Regions from separate parts of the Oryctolagus cuniculus genome. Here region 2 is linked to region 1. Evidence: chromatin contacts called from public Hi-C data. All regions are on one chromosome and are shown on one strand. The core of a region is the stretch at or near the end of the contact, and the rest is flanking DNA. Distances in the headings are between cores, read along the strand shown. Region 1 overlaps TJP2 (tight junction protein 2). Region 2 holds the start of TJP2 (tight junction protein 2).

Evidence for each region. A called contact is a pair of places that touch in the nucleus more often than the background predicts.
Region 2: a contact with region 1 is called in a Hi-C map of psoas muscle, with 2.5 times the contacts expected there. The contact joins the promoter of TJP2 here to the enhancer-like site in region 1. A contact is called at or near these places in 3 of 6 Hi-C or Micro-C datasets (ear pinna, psoas muscle and an unstated tissue).

Annotation. Positions count from the first base shown.
Region 1 is chr1:161,231,192-161,236,799 of mOryCun1.1, reverse strand. All of the region lies in intron 2 of TJP2 (tight junction protein 2), which reads left to right. Among named protein-coding and RNA genes, the nearest start is that of TJP2, 77 kb to the left of the region's middle. Within about 2 kb of position 2,364, at least 1 of the 8 cell types and tissues checked has an H3K27ac peak or open chromatin away from gene starts, as enhancers often do.
Region 2 is chr1:161,307,699-161,313,664 of mOryCun1.1, reverse strand. TJP2 (tight junction protein 2) reads left to right here and starts at 2,767. Exons shown (of 24, transcript XM_051846396.2): 1 at 2,767-3,037.

The DNA of each region.
Region 1 (5,608 bases), core at 1,115-3,614:
AGCCTAAAAACATTAAGTGCTCGGGAGGATTCAAAGTTGTAAAGAAACGTTGAGCAGGAGAGACATGGATGAATCTCCTTGGGTTCAGAAGACACAGCCAAAGGGCCTTGGGTTGGTAAAGAAGGAATTTTGAAAAGTCCATGGGAAATGGAGTTGAAAGATGACTTTGTTTTGGTGCAAGAAAACTTTGAATTCCCTGCATCTATGAAGTGACTAACACCCTGACTCAGTTAATGGTCACTTCTGTGTCTTGTACTGGGCTGTGTCTTGGAATCAAACGTCATCTTGCAGGTAGGAACTGTGTCCTGTGTCAGTAGATCTTTGTTTTAAAAGGCCGAGACACACTGGATACCCATGTGTTGAATGATGCATATTACATTTACACCACTATTGATTGTCCTTTTTGTTGATTTTTTTTCCTCTTAATTTTTTTATTTGAGAGGCAGAGAAAGAGCGAGAGAGAGCACTCTCCCATAAGCTAGTTTATTCCCTAAATAGTCACCACAGCCAGGAGCCTAGACTCGACCTGGGACTCCCAGGCGGGTGTTGGGGACAGAGGTGCCGGAGCTGTCGCGATTGCCACATAGGGCGCACGTTAGTGAGAAGCTGGAGCGGGACTGGAATGCAGGCACTCTGGTTGGGGATTGGGTGTTTCAGCCTGCTGTCTTAACTGCAAGGCCAAACCCCGCTCCTGGAAGCCCTCTGTGGGAGGGGGCTGATGTTGTCATTGGAAACATCCTTCTTGGTGTGGAACTTTTCAGTGTCTGAGACCTTCCATACTGCTCATTTGAGACCCACAGGACCCATGGAGTGGGGGCATGGGAGTGGGGAGTCTTAGCACCTGAGTTCCTCAGGGAACTCGGCCTTGAACTGCTCGTGGGCTGGAGTGGCTGGAGAAAGCCTTGTGCGTTGTGCCTGGTCCTGCCCCGGGCCTCTTGGAAGTCTCTCTGCAGAGGCTCACACCTGAGCCAGCACAGGGGTCTCCTCACCGCGTTGTACTCCGCCCTGAGCCTCAGAAGACCCCGCAGCGCTTCTCCTGTGTGCCCCATGCCACTCCTCCCCATGCCTCGGGAGCAGCACGTGAAGCTGCCTTTGGCCCTGGTGTGGAAGTCTTGCCTCGCAGTAACAAGTGAGTCTTGATCAGTGCCGGACACCTCGTGGGGTCCTGTGCTCCCTGCTGCCCCTGGACACTCATTCCTGCATGAATTCAGTGCCAGGGTCCAGCTCTCCTCCTCCTTCCCACCCCTGGGTTCCACTAACATTGTGCCCAGGCCATCGACCCAGCTTTGCGTTTCTTCCCTGCTTCTCAGGGACTCTGGAGTTTGGACTCCCAATATAGTTGTACCTCTTTATAGTTGTACCTATTTACCTGCTGAGTTCACTCCCATCTGTGGATTCCATCAAGAGTGGGTTGAAAATACTTGAAAACAAAAATTGCGTCTGTACCAATGATGTGTGCTTTCCCCTCATCTTTCTTCTCTGAACAATATAGTGTAACAACTCTTCACGCAGCATTTACATCATTTTAAGTGTTACGTATTCAAGCATGCTGGCCTAAGTTCTATGCTGATACCACATCATTTTATATAAGGGACTTGAGCAACCATGGATCTGTGTATTTGAGAGTGGTCCTGGGACCCACACCCCCCGGGTGTCTGAGTGGTTGGGATATCGGAATTTGACCCCCCACATGTTATAAGTCCCTCTGTGGTTGCCATATGTATTATTGGAATTGACCCCATAAAATATGATATGAAATGTGCCCCCCTTAAGGACCCCCAAAGTCCCATCTGGGGTGCCATATATGATCAAAATTTGGGGTGCCATATGATATCATCGTATGCTTATTAATAAATCCCCAATATTAATAAGCCTGTGTGGGTTCTTGCCTAATATTCAGAGAAGAATTCTGAATACCGGCATAAATGAACAAGGCAACATGGTACATTTTAAGCTTTTATTCAGTGCGAAAGATGCATAGGAGAGTGAGGGCGTTAGTCCAGTCTAAGAAGGGAAAATCTGGAAATTAGGTTGGAGTTCATATGAAGCAGAAAGCAGGCCAAAAGCCACGTGCAGCAAGCATTTTTGAGCAGCTATCCACCGCTTACCATGAGTAGCGAAGCACAGGCAGAGTGATTTTGGGGCGCTCCTTTTAAATATTTTCCAAAGGGGAGTGGTTACATGGTCTAGTGGGCAGGTGGGCACCCAGGTATGGTCAGGTAGGGCATGAGGTCACACAGGGGTGTGGTGAAAGCATGGTGTTCCAGCTCACCTAATCAGTGTTAACCTGTGTGCCTGCCTACTCCAGCTGGACACAGAAATGCAGATGTACTCATGCCTGGGTCTGCCTCTGCCTGTCACTTACTTTACTTATCCGCTGAGACCAAGATCCCCCGGAGGCCTGGCTCCTCCACCCGCTTGGCACCACTGAGTCCCACGTGTGCCTCATGCCTGGGGGGCGGGGGCGGGGAGGGGGAGGAGGGAGGATAACCTTCCCTGATCTCCCTGAAGAGGCCACTCCCTCTCTGTTGAGACCTTTCTGACTTTCTCTTCATTGTGATCCCAGAGTGTGCTTTTGCCAGTGGCTGATGTTTTGTGTTTTTGTTGATTAACTAAACTTCAAAGTCTAATTTTCTCTCACCATTTGCAAACTTACCCTCTGCCTTAGAAAAGCCGAAGTGGAAGGGTTTGATTGGTATTATTAAAGTCCATTTTCTAATCTAAATTTTGTTTTGAAACACTCAATTTTTTTTTTTTTTTTTTTTTTTTTTTTTTTTTTTTTACAGGCAGAGTGGATAGTGAGAGAGAGAGACGCAGAGAGAAAGGTCTTCCTTTGCCGTTGGTTCACCCTCCAATGGCCGCCGCTGCAGCCGGCGCACCGCGCTGATCCTGGCAGGAGCCAGGAGCCAGGTGCTTTTCCTGGTCTCCCATGGGGTGCAGGGCCCAAGCACCTGGGCCATCCTCCACTGCACTCCCTGGCCATAGCAGAGAGCTGGCCTGGAAGAGGGGCAACCGGGACAGAATCCGGCGCCCCAACCGGGACTAGAACCCGGTGTGCCGGCGCCGCAAGGTGGAGGATTAGCCTATTGAGCCACGGCGCCGGCTCTGAAACACTCAATTTGAAGGGGAAAGGCAGTCTCTCTCCTTTTTCTTCTGCATACCTGCGCCACCTAGTGGAGTATCCATCCCAGCAGTGGTCTTTGCAGATTTGCAGATAACCACAAATTCCCCCAAAGGGGAAAGCTGAGGCCAGCTCTGCGGCTCAATAGGCTAATCCTCCACCTGTGGGTTCTAGTCCTGTCGGGGCGCCAGGTTCTGTCCCGGTTGCCCCTCTTCCAGGCCAGCTGTCTGCTGTGGCCAGGGAGTGCAGTGGAGGATGGCCCAAGTGCCTGGGCCCTGCACCCCATGGGAGACCAGGAGGAAGCACCTGGCTCCTGCCTTCGGATCAGCGCAGCGCGCCGGCCACAGCGGCCATTGGAGGGTGAACCAACAGCAAGGGAAGACCTTTCTCTCTGTCTCTCTCTCTCACTGTCCACTCTGCCTGTTTAAAAAAAAAAGGGGGGGGGGGAGCTGGTGCTTTAAGATCACTAAAATATCTGCCCGTAACTTTTGTTACTAGCCGGGTATGGGTTTCTTGAGAGGAGCTCAGGAATATGAATTCATAATAAAAAAAAAAAGTTGGCATCTGTCTCTGGAATTTCTATGTTCTCAATGAGAGGAAGCAGTGCCAAGACTGTCCCTTTAACTCAGTTTACATAATAATGGCATCCAAGATCGAAGAATGAACTCTTTTTTCTAAGTTTAGAAACAAGGCTATCTTAAACATCGGAGGTTTTTATTACTTTCCGTTTTGTCGCAAGGGAAAAACACACAGGAGAAGCCTGACTATTTTGGCATAATGTGCCTCAGTGCTGTCTACTGTTATATTATTAAGTTGTAACCATTCATAAGGCTGTGGGTGTGCATGTATGCTACTTTAATAGCTTGGTGTTGACTCCCACATTTGTAAGGGAGGTTCTCCTGTCTCCTGTCGGCTGCCCTCTCCCCTCCTCACAGGGTGCTCTGGGGAGACCTGGCCACTCCCAGTTTTTTCATTGTTGGTGTCCGTTAGGTGCGCTGGCCACTCATCTGCATGCCCAGTGTCCCATGCAAGAGCATGTTCCGGTATCAGAGTTGGGGAACCGTAAATATGCACTTTAAGTCATGCACTTTTTAATCTTACAGGTGAATGCTTCCTGTAAAATTACTGTCTCTTACTGCAAGCTAGTTAGTGCGTTCACAGTCATTTACTCAGCTTTCAGCACATGTCTACATGAGAAGCTCAGTCTTTTTATTTTTTCCCCCTTGTAGGAAAAATTTTTAAAGATTACCAAAAGAATCTTTAAAGTAGAAAAACAGTACAGTTTCTGAAAATAAGTGGCATTTCTTTTTTTCTTCTCAAAATGGCACTTGAAAGCCCTGGCATTTGCTATGGTGGCTGCGATTCTGTTAATGGCTAGAAGTTCTTTTCAAAGTACAACCTCCTTGAACAGAGGCAGAGATGTGCGTGCCCTTTAAGCAGTGGGGGATTAATTGTAAAATGTGGGGGTGAGGGAGGAGAAGCTACATGGGTCATAGGGTTTGCCATAGTGTTTGTTGTACTTGCCCCAGATGGGAACCGTTATGCTGCCATTCCACATGGGCACTGGCTCAAGTTCTGGCTGCTCCATTTCCCATTCAGCTCCCTGCTAATGCTGGGAAAGCAGTGGAAGATGGCCCAAGTGCTTGGGCCCCTACCACCCATGTGGGAGACCCCAGTGGAGTTTAGGCTCTTGGCTTCATGCTAGTTTAGCCCTGGCCCTTGCAGCCATCAGGGAAGCGAACTAGCAGATGGAAGGTCTCTCTCCCTGTCTCTGTAACTCTGCCTTTTAAATAAATAAATAAAAAGCTTTAAAAAAAATTGGGCAACTCTGGGCTGTGGTTAAACAGGTATATAGTAAAGCAGCTATTTTAAATTCACGGTAACTAAAGTGAAACATTTCCTCAGTTACAGTGGCCCCGTTTCCAGCGCTCAGTAGCCACCCCTGGCAGTGGTGACCGTGTTGGACAACACAGCTCGGAAACACTGCCATCTTAGCAGCACGTTCTGTTGCAGAGGACTGCTGACTGCGCTTTGTGGAATTCAATATGCATGTTCATCTGGGGCTGTGGTTAAAATGTGTTCTTATCAGCAGGTCCAAGGAAGGGCTTGAGATTCTGCATTTTTTTTTTTTTTTGATTGATTGGAGAGGCAGAAAGAGAGAGAGAAAGAGAGCTCTTCCATCCACTGGTTCATTCCCACAATAGTCAGGGCTGGGCCAGGCTGAAGCCAGGAGCCTGGGACTCCATCCAGGTCTCCCACGTGGGTGGCAGAGGCCCAGGTATATGGGGTCATCTTCTGCTGCCTTTGCAGGTACCTTAGCAGGGAGCTGGATCATAAGTGGAGCAGCTGGTATTTCACCTGGTGCTCAGATATGGGATGCTGGTGTCACAGGTGGACGCTTAACCCACTGTACCACAATGCCTGGCCCAAGATCCTGCATTCCTAAGTAGCTCCTAGGTGTTGGTGCTGGAGTCCCTAAGAGGGGGC
Region 2 (5,966 bases), core at 1,518-4,017, 76 kb before region 1:
TATTTGAAATGTTCATTTCATCTCAGATAAAGAAATAAAGTAGGTGTTTTGTGTGCACTTGCAGGTATATTTATATACATAAATATTTGTTTATACAAGGGAATTTCAAAAGTTCATGAAGAAATGGGGCCGGCGCCGTGGCTCACTTGGTTAATCTTCTGCCTGCGGTGCCGGCATCCCATATGGGCTCCGGGTTCTAGTCCCGGTGGCTCCTCTTCCAGTCCAGCTCTCTGCTGTGGCCCGGGAAGGCAGTGGAGGATGGCCCAAGTGCTTGGGCCCCTGCACCCGCAAGGGAGACCAGGAAGAAGTACCTGGCTCCTGGCTTTGGGTCAGCACAGCTCCGGCTGTAGCAGCCATTTGGGGAGTGAACCAATGGAAGGAAGACCTCTCTCTCTCTCTCTCTCTCTCTGTCTATAACTCTACCTGTCAAAAAAAAAAAAAGTTCATGAAGAAATGGAATGAAGACATAAGTTTACTTTGTTTCAAAAAATGTTTTAAATCCACGTGTTCAAGAAATCTTCAACATAATTTTTAAATTTCATCTTCCAGAAACTTTTAAGTACCCTCATGTTTATTATAGTTAGCCCAAACACATGTAGTAGTAACACCAACTCCATGTACTGAAAGAAATCAAAGAAATGTGAGTAAAACATTGAAAAATTTTTTCCTTAGATTTTTTTTTCCTTTGAGATTTATTTACTTGAAAAGCAGAGTCACAAAGAGAGAGAGGGAGAGACAGAGATCTTCCAGATGGCTGCAATGGGCAGAGCCGGGCCAGGCCAATGCCAGGAGCCAGGAGCTTCATCTGGGTCTCCCACGTGGAAAAGGGGCCCAAGGACTTGGGCCATCTGCTGCTTTCTGAAGCACATTAGCAGGGAGCTGGATTGGAAGTGGAGCAGCAGGGACTTGAACCGGAGCCCATATGGGATGCTGGTACTGCAGGCAGCGGCTTTTCCCGTTTCGCCACAGTGCTGGCCCCAACAATTTATCCTTTTAAAAAAAAATACTCATTGGAACTGGCTTGTGTACTGGATTCTCTAGTTCTCATCCAGCCTCCTGCCAAAGCACCTGGGAGGGCAGTGGAGCATGGCTTAGGTCCTTGGTCCCCCAGCACCCATGGTGGGAGACCTGGAAGAAACTCCTGGCTCCTGGCTTGGCTTGGCACAGCCTGTGCTGTTGCAGCCATTTGGAGAGTGAACCAGCAGTTGGAAGATCTTTCTCTGTCTCTTCCTCTGTGGCTCTGCTTTTTGAATAAATAAAATAAATCTTTATAAAAAAAAAGTTATTTGAAAGGCAGTGACAGAGAGAACAAGCAAGAGCACTTCTATCCATGGAGTCACTCTGAAAATGTCCTCAACAGCCAGCCAGGAGCTAAAACTCCATCGTGGTCTCCCACCCCGTGGAAGGACCTTAAGTACTTGGGCTGTCCTCTGCTGCTTCCCAGGCAAAGCAGAGTACGCAGGACATGAACCTGGCACTACCAGCCAAGTAGCTGCTTAACCCTCCTGTGCCAACCCAGCCAATTTAGCCAGCATTTAAAACAATTCAAACGCATGAGTGTTTCTGCTTTCTTAGGTGAATGGTTGCATACTGCTCCTGGCTTTGCTAACTCTTTAGTTTCTAAGTTGCTCCTCTTTCTTAACACTGGCCTGTTCCTTAGGTGTAAAGTGCCTGCTAACTTGTTGAAAGGCAGCCGCACACACTGAGTTTTCTAGAAAGCACTTTTGTGCATTCCTTTACTTCCGCGGAAGGTTTGCATGGGAGGAGGGAAGGAGAACTTGGCAGTCCTACTTAACGTTGTTGTGAATGAATGATGACATCCCTCGCAGGAGTGTCTTTTTTTTTTATTGTAAAATATACACAACATAAAATTTCCCATTTTGACCGTTCTAAAGTGCACAGTTCGGTGATATTAAGCACATGCATATTGTTGCGAAACTACCACTGCTATCCACCTCCAGCTCGTTTCCATCAATCCACATTCAAGCTCTGTGTCTCCTAACTGCTCCTCATTATATCTGGGGGCTTCTTAGAACCTGCGTGAGATGGAAGCACCTGGCGGCCAGGTGCGGGCTGGGGCGCCCAGATTCGGCCTGGCCTGCCAAGCCAAGATTCCCGAAGTGACTCAGCAGGCTCTGGCCGGCGCTCCCGCCCTCACCTATTGTCCCAGCCCAGGAACCGGTATTTCCGGATTCGGGCCTCAGACCCCGAGATCCCGGCTCCGGGTGCGGCCGGCGGGGGAGGGGCACGGAAGCCGCTCGTGAAGAAGTTCACTTTCCACAGCCTTAACCTGCTTCTCATCCACTCACCCCGCAACCCCGCCCGGCTCCCAAAGAGAAACAGCGGCCCTCCGCGGCTGTGATACCCGCAACGGCCTACACTCGTTTCCCACCGCGGTCCTTGGAGCGTGGCTGAGCCGACCCCTCCCATGCCCTCATGCCCGCACAGAACCAGCGGGCAAACCTGGGCTGGGACGATTCCTCTCGCACTAGTGACACAGCTCAGCTGTAGTTTCGCGCAACAGGGAGTGGGCGCGCTGCCTCCCGCCCCCAAGGCCACTCTTGCTGCCGCGGCCTTTGCCCCACCGCTGGGCGGCGCGAGCGAGGCGCCCTCGGAGCTTCCCCAAGCCGCACGAAGCTGCGTGAGCCGGCGCGCCGGGCACCGCCCAGGTCTCCAGGAAGCAGGTGGCAGCCACCGCCCACCCCCTTCCCCTGCAGGCAGCCGCCGTCCCTCCCCCTGCCCCCACCCAGCCCAGGAGGTTTTTTTTTTTTTTTTTTTTTCCTTTCTCCCGAAACCTCCAAACAGGAAATAGCTTGAGTCACAATAATACCCAGGAGCTGCGGCGGGAGGCCACTAACGCCCGCCCGTTACCAGGGCAGCCTCCTGCACTCCGGCTCCGACGAGGTGCTGCCAGGGACGTGCGCCCGGAGCGCAGGGGACACCGGCCCGGCCGCGGGCGCCGCGTTGCGGAGCGCCCGCGAGAGTCGCCCGTGCCCTGCGCCAGACTCAGCCAGCCGCAGCCGCCACCCGTGTCCAGGCGAGTACTCCTCTCCTCTCTCTCCTTTCCCGGCCCGGGCGACGCCGGGACGCTCCCCGGCTGCGTTCCCCACTTTTGCCCGGGAGGGATTTGAGGGTGCGAGAGCGCGCTGGCGCTTTAATCAGCTGTGCGGGCGGGCATTGGTGGTGGTGGGGCAGGGGGACAGCGCCATTAAATGCGAGGTGACATCGGCCAGATCTACCTGTGGAATTCGGGGGATATTTCCAAGGGGCATTGTCCTTTATTTTCCTCCGTGGTTTTTGCCTCCCTGTCTTCCGTGGGGGCAGCGGCGCGTCGCCGAGGTTCTAGGAGAAACTACCTGGAAGTGGGAATGACCACGCACCTGGGGTGGCCGCAGGTGCCTGGGGGGCGTCCTTTGTCCCTGCATGCCTGGCACCTTCTCTCCCAGGGGGTAGACACTGGGTCGTTGTCTGCTGGGCCGTGGGTTTCTGTTGGCGCGGCCCACGGCGGGGAGAGAGGGGCAGGGGCAGGGGCAGGGGCCGGGGCGCTGGGTGGCTGCGAGCGGAGGGGGGCGCCGGTGAGCTGAGAGCCCCCGGGGCTGCGGGCCTGGGTCTCCACCTCGGGACATGGAAACGTCATGCTCCCGAGCCTGCCGGCACTGCCTGCCCCGCACGGCCGGGGTCTGTGCCCTGGATGCGGCAGAACGTGAGAAAACACAAAGTATGTGCATTTTCAATATGTGTTTATTCTGTGTCCTTTGTACTTTTGGACGCGGTGCGTTCGCCTGGGCTGCCGCGCAAGTTTCTTCTGTAGGGCTGAAAACCGAGTTGAGGATCTTTAGGTTGGAGAAGGGCCACTGAATTCCAGGCATTCTCCGAGCCTGGTATGAAGACTGGAAGTTCCTACGAGGGCTTTGTGCGCAGCTGAGTCTCTCTGGACGACTCTGGCGCAGTCGGGCTGCGCACCGGCCCCGGGGGCGGGCGCCGCGGGCCGGCCTCCTCCCTCAGGCTGTCTAAGCAGGTTGATCTAATTGGCGGTTGGAAGATAAGCCCTTGGCCAGCTCACTTGGAAGATAAGACCCGGGCTCTGCTTCCTTGTGAGGAGGGTGATTCTGGAAGGTGAGGCTGACACTTTAAGGAGCTCCAGGGCCTTGTTGCCCGATGCGGCAGGGGCCTTGGTCTGCGGCCTTTGAAATACAGAATGCCAACAACCCCAAGCCCTGCTTAGGCAAGATCCCCTGGGGGACACCTTTGAAAGGGGCTGGCGCAGGTGGGGGAGGGGGTATGCGTGTCTTAGGGCTAAGTGTTTCCTCCAGTGTAAGGAAGAGATTTACAATACATTTCCTTTTAGAAAAATGAATTAATTTTAATTTTGATTGAAAGGCAGGAGACTGACAGATCTTCCATCCAATTGATTTGACTCCCCAAATGCTGGCAACAACCAGTCTTATTTTTTTTTCTAAACTTTTTTTTTTTTCTTTGACAGGCAGAGTGGATAGTGAGAGAGACAGAGAGAAAGGTCTTCCTTTTGCCGTTGGTCACCCTCCAATGGCCACCGTGGCTGGTGTGCTGTGGCCGGCGCACCGCGCTGATCGGAAGCCAGGAGCCAGGTGCTTCTCCTGGTCTCCCATGGGGTGCAGGGCCCAAGCACTTGGGCCATCCTCCACTGCACGCCTGGGACATAGCAGAGAGCTCGCCTGGAAGAGGGGCAACAGGGACAGAATCCGGGCCCCGACCGGGACTAGAACCCGGTGTGCCGGTGCCACTAGGTGGAGGATTAGCCTATTGAGCCGTGGCGCTGGCTCTAAACATTTATTTTTAAACATTCATTTAATTTTTTGAAAGACAGGGTGACTGACAGGGAGAGACAAAGACAGAAAGAGCTTCTACCTGCTGGTTCACTCCTCAGATGACCTCAAGGGCACAAGCAGGAGCCCAAGTACATGGCCATCTTCTGCCGCCTTTCCAGGGAGTATTAGCAGGGAGCTGGACTGGAAGCAGAACAGCTGAGACTCCTAACTGGTGCTCATAGGAGCTGCCAGTGTTGCGGGAAGCTGGTTCATCCACTGAGCCACAGCGCTGGCCCCCCTGTTGTTCAGTTTTCTACCAGGACACACACACCGAGATCCATGGGTCACAGCCCTCCACTCTAGGGTGGAAATTGGGTTAAATTACTGGCTTGAGGTTTTTTATTTCTGGATAGTAATCATTGTGTTAAAAAATATATGTAAGACAAAACTTAACCATTCTAACCATCTAAAAATATGCAATTGGGTAACGCTAAGTACATTCATGATGTTGTGCAACCATCACCACTGCCTATTTCCAGAACTTTTTCGTCATCCCAAATAGAGACTGTGTACCCACTAGTCAATATCCCATTCCACTCTCTACCAGCCCCTGTGCTCCTCAGTACTTTCATTTTTAAAATATTTATTTATTTATTTGAAAGTCAGAGTTCCACAGAGAGAGACAGAGAGAGGTCTTCCATTTGCTGCTTCACTCTCCAACTGGCAACAATGGCCAGAGCTCTACCAGTCTGAAGCCAGAAGCCAGGAGCTTTTTTCTGGGTCTCTCATGTGGGTGCAGGGGCCCAAGGACTTGGACCATCTTCTACTGTTTTCCCAGGCCATAGCAGAGAGCTGGATTGTAAGTGGAGCAGCCAGGACTCAAACCGGCACTCATATGGGATGCTGACACTGACGGCGCCAGTTTTACATGCTACACCACAGCACTGGCCCCCTGAATACTTTTTTTTTTTTAAGATTTATTTATTTATTTGAAAGTCAGAGTTACACACAGAGAGGAGAGGCAGAGAGAGAGGTCTTCCATCTGCTGGTTCACTCCCCAGGTAGTCATCGGATCAGCGCAGCAGTAGCTGGAGCTGTGCTGATCCGAAGCCAGGAGCCAGGAGCTTCTTCTGGGTCTCCCAGGCGAGTTCAGGGGTCCAAGGACTTGGGCCATCTTCT